2 separate regions of the Mus musculus genome follow, and region 2 is linked to region 1. The links are chromatin contacts, called in public promoter capture Hi-C maps. All regions are on one chromosome and are shown on one strand. Each heading gives the region's core, a stretch centred on a gene start, on an enhancer-like site or on the middle of the called end of the contact. The rest is flanking DNA. Distances are from core to core; before and after follow the strand shown.

The links. Promoter capture Hi-C pulls out the DNA fragments that hold promoters and counts their contacts.
Region 2: a contact with region 1 is called in a promoter capture Hi-C map of liver, with 2.2 times the contacts expected there. The contact joins the promoter of Ccdc89 here to the promoter of Ctsc in region 1. A contact is called at or near these places in 3 of 39 promoter capture datasets (liver and pre-B cells).

Annotation. Positions count from the first base shown.
Region 1 is chr7:88,276,574-88,279,488 of GRCm38.p6, reverse strand. It overlaps Ctsc (cathepsin C), which reads right to left and starts at 1,404. Exons shown (of 7, transcript NM_009982.5): 1 at 1,115-1,404. The coding sequence starts at 1,286.
Region 2 is chr7:90,424,888-90,427,722 of GRCm38.p6, reverse strand. It overlaps Ccdc89 (coiled-coil domain containing 89), which reads right to left and starts at 1,411. Exons shown (of 1, transcript NM_027298.1): 1 at 1-1,411. The coding sequence starts at 1,139. The coding sequence ends at 27.

The sequences.
Region 1 (2,915 bases), core at 155-2,654:
TCTGTGATCTTGCCTCCCCTGCCAAAAGCAGTTTCCAAATAAACCTGAGATATAGATAGATAGATAGATAGATAGATAGATAGACAGACAGATAGGTAGATAGGTCCCTGATCTGGCTTGAATTAGCTCATTTTACCGTGAAGGAATAACTTATCAGAGACTTCATATGATAAGGCGATGCAAACCTTTTCTCTCCCTTCTGCCTCATCTCCATGCTCAAATTTAGAAAAGAAACAATTGTAGACACCACCCAGGATTAAGCTAAACCCAGTCACCTGGAATTTAGTAAATGACTCCTTGTTGGAGGCAGGGGAGGTGGGATATATGACAGCATTTATTCTACTCACAAGAAAACTACAGTTCAGAGTTGAGTTTCTCTGTGCAACTCTGACTGGGGAGACCATAAGTGTCACTCTTCTTATCTGTACTACTGTTTTCCTATATCCGAGGCACGTGGAATGCCCCAGTCTTCATTTACTACATACTCACTGAGAGCCAAGTGTTAGGCATTGCGTTTGCTTCCGTCATATCCAAACACTACTGTAAAATGTGACAAAAGAGACAGGAAAAAGCTTTTGTATATCTCTCGAAATTCCTTAAACAAGGCGTCCAGAAATGTCAAGGAAAGTAGCAGATAAAACAGGCCCAGTTTGAAGTGGTCTCTTCCCACTACCTCACAGGGAAAGAAGGAGCGCCCCCATTAGAAAGAAAAAGAAAAAAAAAAGAAAAAAAAAAAAAAAGAAAAAAAAAAAAAGGCTAACTCCTAGAGTCTGAGCTCAGCAGTCAAGACTCTGAATTTTAAAAACAAGAACCTGTCAGACCTGAGTGAAGGGTCAAGAAAGCAGTTCTCCACTCGCTTCTAAGAAATCAAAGCAAATAAAACAAGTAAAAAACCAGGGGCGCGTTTCCTTGAACATGAGTTGTGAGATAATCAGGAAAATAAGTGTAAAGTTAGAAGTTCTCAGCAGCTCAAATTCAACTTAGCGGCCCTGGCTCTGATCCCCCAAGGGGCCGTTCGTCAGCTCTTAACTCTCCAGTCACCCAGAAACGCCGGCCCCAAGGCAAGGACTCAGGGACAGAAAAGGACAACTCGGGACCCTGGGAAGCCGCTTACCCATCACCGAGCAGTTAATGTCGCTTCGGGAACTTCTAGGGCCCACCTGGAACACCCAGGTGCCCAGCAGATCAGGGTAGGTGCAGTTGGCAGGAGTGTCGGAGCGCACGGTGCAGACTCCCAAAAGCACCAGCAGCAGGACGGCGCGCAAGGAGTGGGTCCAGGGACCCATGCTGACGGCGCCCGCGGAGCAGATGGCAGAGAAAGCAAGTTCAACTGGAACACCACTCGATGGCAGTCAGGCGACCCTAGTGGCTCCCGCCTTAAAATACCCAAGAGCCCGGAAACCCAGGGTCCGCGGGGCGGGGTTACAGGGTGGTGAGAACAGAATGAGGTGGGGGAGGAGCGGCGAGGCTGTGAGGACGGGGGCGTGGAGTGACTGAGATGTAGGGAGGGACAGGGTGTGACTAGGTGAGGCAGCACGAGGTGGCCTGAGGAAGTTAGTTAGTGACAGTGTAGGGTGGGGACAGGCACCACTAGGAGGAAGAAGGAAAGTGGCCTTTGGGGACCTCTGCCTTTCAAGGAACGCCAAAGCTGAGAACTCTGTAGCGGTGTTTTGTAATGCCAGTGTGATTAAAATAGAATCTACCCTGTGCAATACAGGGTTGACAAGAGTCTTAAAGTCTACTGAGGCTAATTCTCTTTCTCTTGTTTTTGGTGCACTTTCCTGCATTTCTGACTCCGTGGAAAAACTTTACTAGCTAACCTAAGATAGTCTTGAGAATTTCTGTTCCATTTACCAAATCTAGCTTTTTATCTTCAGGGTTTTCTTTGGTTTCCGGTCTGCCTGTTTACCCGAAGATTTCAATTGTAGTGAACCTTTACAGGTTGGGTGAATCTGTTTTGTTTTCCCTCCCTGGAACTTTATTAGGATTAAGTTGAATGGGGTGGGGGTTGCGGGTGACTGGGGTGATCACATTGTGATCACATTGCTCAAGCCCTTCTGTTTTCAGAATGAAAGCAAGAATTAGAGAAAGAGGAAGTAGCTTGCTCAGGATGAAGTGGTCTTCTGAGCTCCTGTGTCAGGCTTTCCCAAGGGCGAGCTGAAGGGAGCATAGTTGAACCTTGCCTCCTCTGTCAGTCTTCTTGCCTGCAATTGTTAAGTAGTAATCTTTAGCGAAGCATCCTGCTCTTGTGAGAGCTGTTTTGAGTTGCCTGGCTGTTGTTGGCTGGGATCATGATCATTCTGAGCTAATCTGAGAATACAGAGATGAACCAGGCAGACTTGATGAGCCTCTTTGACCTAGTAGGCTTGTGCACTTTGTTTCTTTTTAAACCCCATCCCACAGATCACAGATATTTATGTGCAGACTTTTTTTTTTTTTTTTCCACTGAGTACATGCAGTCCGAGGAAGCAATGTGGTTGAAGAACAAACCACTTCTGTCTCTGAATTCTGCTTTAAAAACACTCAGGCTTCTAAGCCTGAAGGCACACTTTGATAGGGGTCCTTCTTGATAACTAAGGGGCTAGAGTGTTCTTTCATATGAAACTAGGCTACAAGAGCTAAATGGGGAGGAGCTGACACCTTCTAGATCTCAAAAGCCTTTATAGGATTAAGAATTGACATTGTATAATTAAGCTAGCATTTTCTTTTAAAGGCCCCATTACAGATAGCATCACTTTCCTAAATTTCTACAGTTTGTCGTTGTTGAAACATTTTACTAAATGATCCATATCTTAGAGCTAAACGTGGGATCTGGGAATTCCTTTGATGGACATAATCAAAGTAGAACACTTACTTGTTAAAAAGAAATTAAAGCAGCCTTTCTAAAGTCAATGGCAAAGATTGTGGGTCACTTT
Region 2 (2,835 bases), core at 162-2,661, 2.1 Mb before region 1:
GGAGACCACAGGAAGCACAATTTCTCTTATGGAAAGAGATGGCGGAGTTTGGCATTAAGCTCTCTCTCTTTGCTTAAGAGATCCAGGCTGTGCTTTTTGAAGGCTTCTGATTGCAGACGCAGCTCATCATAAGCTTTCTGGATCCCATCTACCCTGCGCTGAAGCTCGCGAACTCTCAGGTTGCTATCAACGGCCACTGCCTCTTGCTCAAAGCGTTCCAGCGCATGCTTCTTAGCCATGGCTGCTGTCTCCAACTTCTCCTCAAGCTGGCGGATCTCAGCCTGTTTGTTCTGAAGCACCTTGCCTCTCTCCATGGACAGCTGCAGCAGCTCCTCTTTCTCTCGCAGGACAGTCTGCAGCCTGGCCTGCAGCTCCTGGTTCAGGTTGAGATTAGCCTCTTGCTCCTTTCCCATCTGTTCCGTGGCCTGCTGGTGTTGCTGTTTGATGCTCTGCAGCTGGCTGCGCAGCTCCTCGGTCTCCTTGGCATGGTCACAGGCTTGCTGGTTCTGCAGGCCCAGCAGCTCCTCCTCTCGGGCCTGAGCCTGGCTAGCTTCGTGAGCGCATCTCTGTTTCAAGACCTCCAGTTCCTCCACCAGGGCCTTGTTGAGTGTAGTGAGCTCCAGTACCTTAGCCTCCTGGTCTTTCAGAGCCTGGCTGAAGAGGCTGTTGTTTTCCTGCCTCAGCCTCGCATTCTCCTCTTTCAGCTTGACGTTTTCACTCTTGTGCGCATCCTTGAAGCGAATCATCTGCTCGTGGTTGGATGCCAGGATCATGAAGTGATTCTCCAGCTTTTGGATGTGCTCACTCTGGGCCTTCAACTTCTCCATCTCCTGCAGCCTCTTCTCCTCCAGCTCCGAGTTGAGCAGTTCTAAGATCTGGCAGCGTTCCAGGGCCTCGTCGGATCTGCGTTTCAGGATGCAGATGAGCTGGGATTGCTCTTGGATGCGGGAGCGAAGCATTGCCTTCTCGCCCTTCTCCTCCTCAGACAGTCCCCTAAGGTTGGCCAAAGCTTCTCTCAGACCGTCCATTTCCTTAAACCCCAATTCCTCATCCTGGTTTTGCAGGTTTTCGTTTTGTTTTCCTAAGATCTCGTCGGGGGGTGGGGTATCCATCCTAAGAGTCTTCTCCTCCTGCGGCATAGACGCGCTCTGCGGGAGAACTGACTTCAGTCTTTCCCCCTTCTGATTTCAAAGGGGCGTTGCTATGGACGCTTGGCACTCTCCAGCGGTTGGTTTTTCCAGTAAGGAGTCCTATAATTGGTGGACAGGCCTGCAGAACGCAGTGAGGTAATAGGGGGAGTTCAGGGCCAATCTGGTCAGGCTACGCATGTCGTTTAAACCAATCACAGTTCTTAGTTCACTGCCACTGTCCCGCCTGTGCCGCAAAGACATAAGCCTTCCACAAAGTCAGCTTCCTATTCTCTACAAATCCTGATTTCTCATAAGAGTAAACAAAGTAAGCTTACAGTGACTTACTCTGCTCTTTATTCTGAAAAGAAACTGCTGTCTATAGAAACAATTCGCCATGGGTGCACACAAAGGAGAGTCTGGACCCAAGTCTTAGCTCAGCTGCTATAAATGAAATTTCTTTTGTTTCCCTTAACTCTAACCTTATCTTTGGGAGTGGACACCTTTAGTTAGACACTCAATCCTCCTGTTTATCTATTGGGAAAATAAATGGACAGACAGAAACGCAATGAACAATACAGATGCAATCAAATCAGAAACAAAAACCAAAAACCAAACCAAAACAACAACACACCCCATGATGGTTGATTACACTTGTGCCTTGCACACTGGAAACATGGAGATACAAGTCTGTTTGACAAGACGCCAAGAGTGATAGTCGAGTGTGTATAAAAGTGTCAGATAAGATTGACATATTAATAAAAACCTTAGAAGCATTAATAGAGCACCATGTTGAAAGAGAAATAAATAAATACATTTTAAAAACGAGACAGAAACAGCTGAGCAATGAATCTCAAGAATGATCCAACAAATGCAAGCAAAAATTAGATGGTATTTCATCCACCAAAGTCAGTAAAAATAAATGGATATAATTCTCATTAATTATGATTTCCCTTTAAACATGATAATGCTCAATTAGCTGTTTCTTTTGGATATTTAGATTCCAAGCTTCTTAATTATTATGAGGTAGATGGCAGAAGCTTTGCACAAGGTTCTTCTTCCTCCTCCTCCTCCTCCTCCTCCTCCTCCTCCTCCTCCTCCTCCTCCCCCTCCTCCTCTTCCTCCTCCTTCTTCTTCAGATTATTTCAAACAAACAGCTCCCCACAAGGACAGTTACTGGCTCTCAATACAGTTAAAGCACTTTTAGTTAGCATAGACACTCTTAACTGACTTTCATCCAGAATATAAAGAGCAAATGACCAGAAAATTTGAATGTGTCTCTTCTTGTTTTACATATAGTGAACATTGTATTTGTTGATTACCTTATATGGTTATGTGATATAACAAACTGAAATTATAAAATATATTTTCTAAGAACAGGAAAAACTCTCAAAATATTAACATCAGTTGTTTCTCCGGGTTGGAATAACTGTCTCCCTCCCTCCCTACCTACCTAAGGCCCACACACATAACAGATATTCAGAGATCTTTATTGAATAGTTTTTCCACATTTAAAAATGTATTTTGTTAAGTACAAATTAACTTCTGTAACATCAAAATCGATAGATTTTTTTTCTAAATTAAAGCAAAGAACTTCAAAAGATTTATTGAGGGTGCAGGAGGAGGAATACTAACACATAGGATGTTTGAAAAAGTTTGAGTAAACCTATTTTATAATCTTTTAAAATATAAATATTAGAATACACAC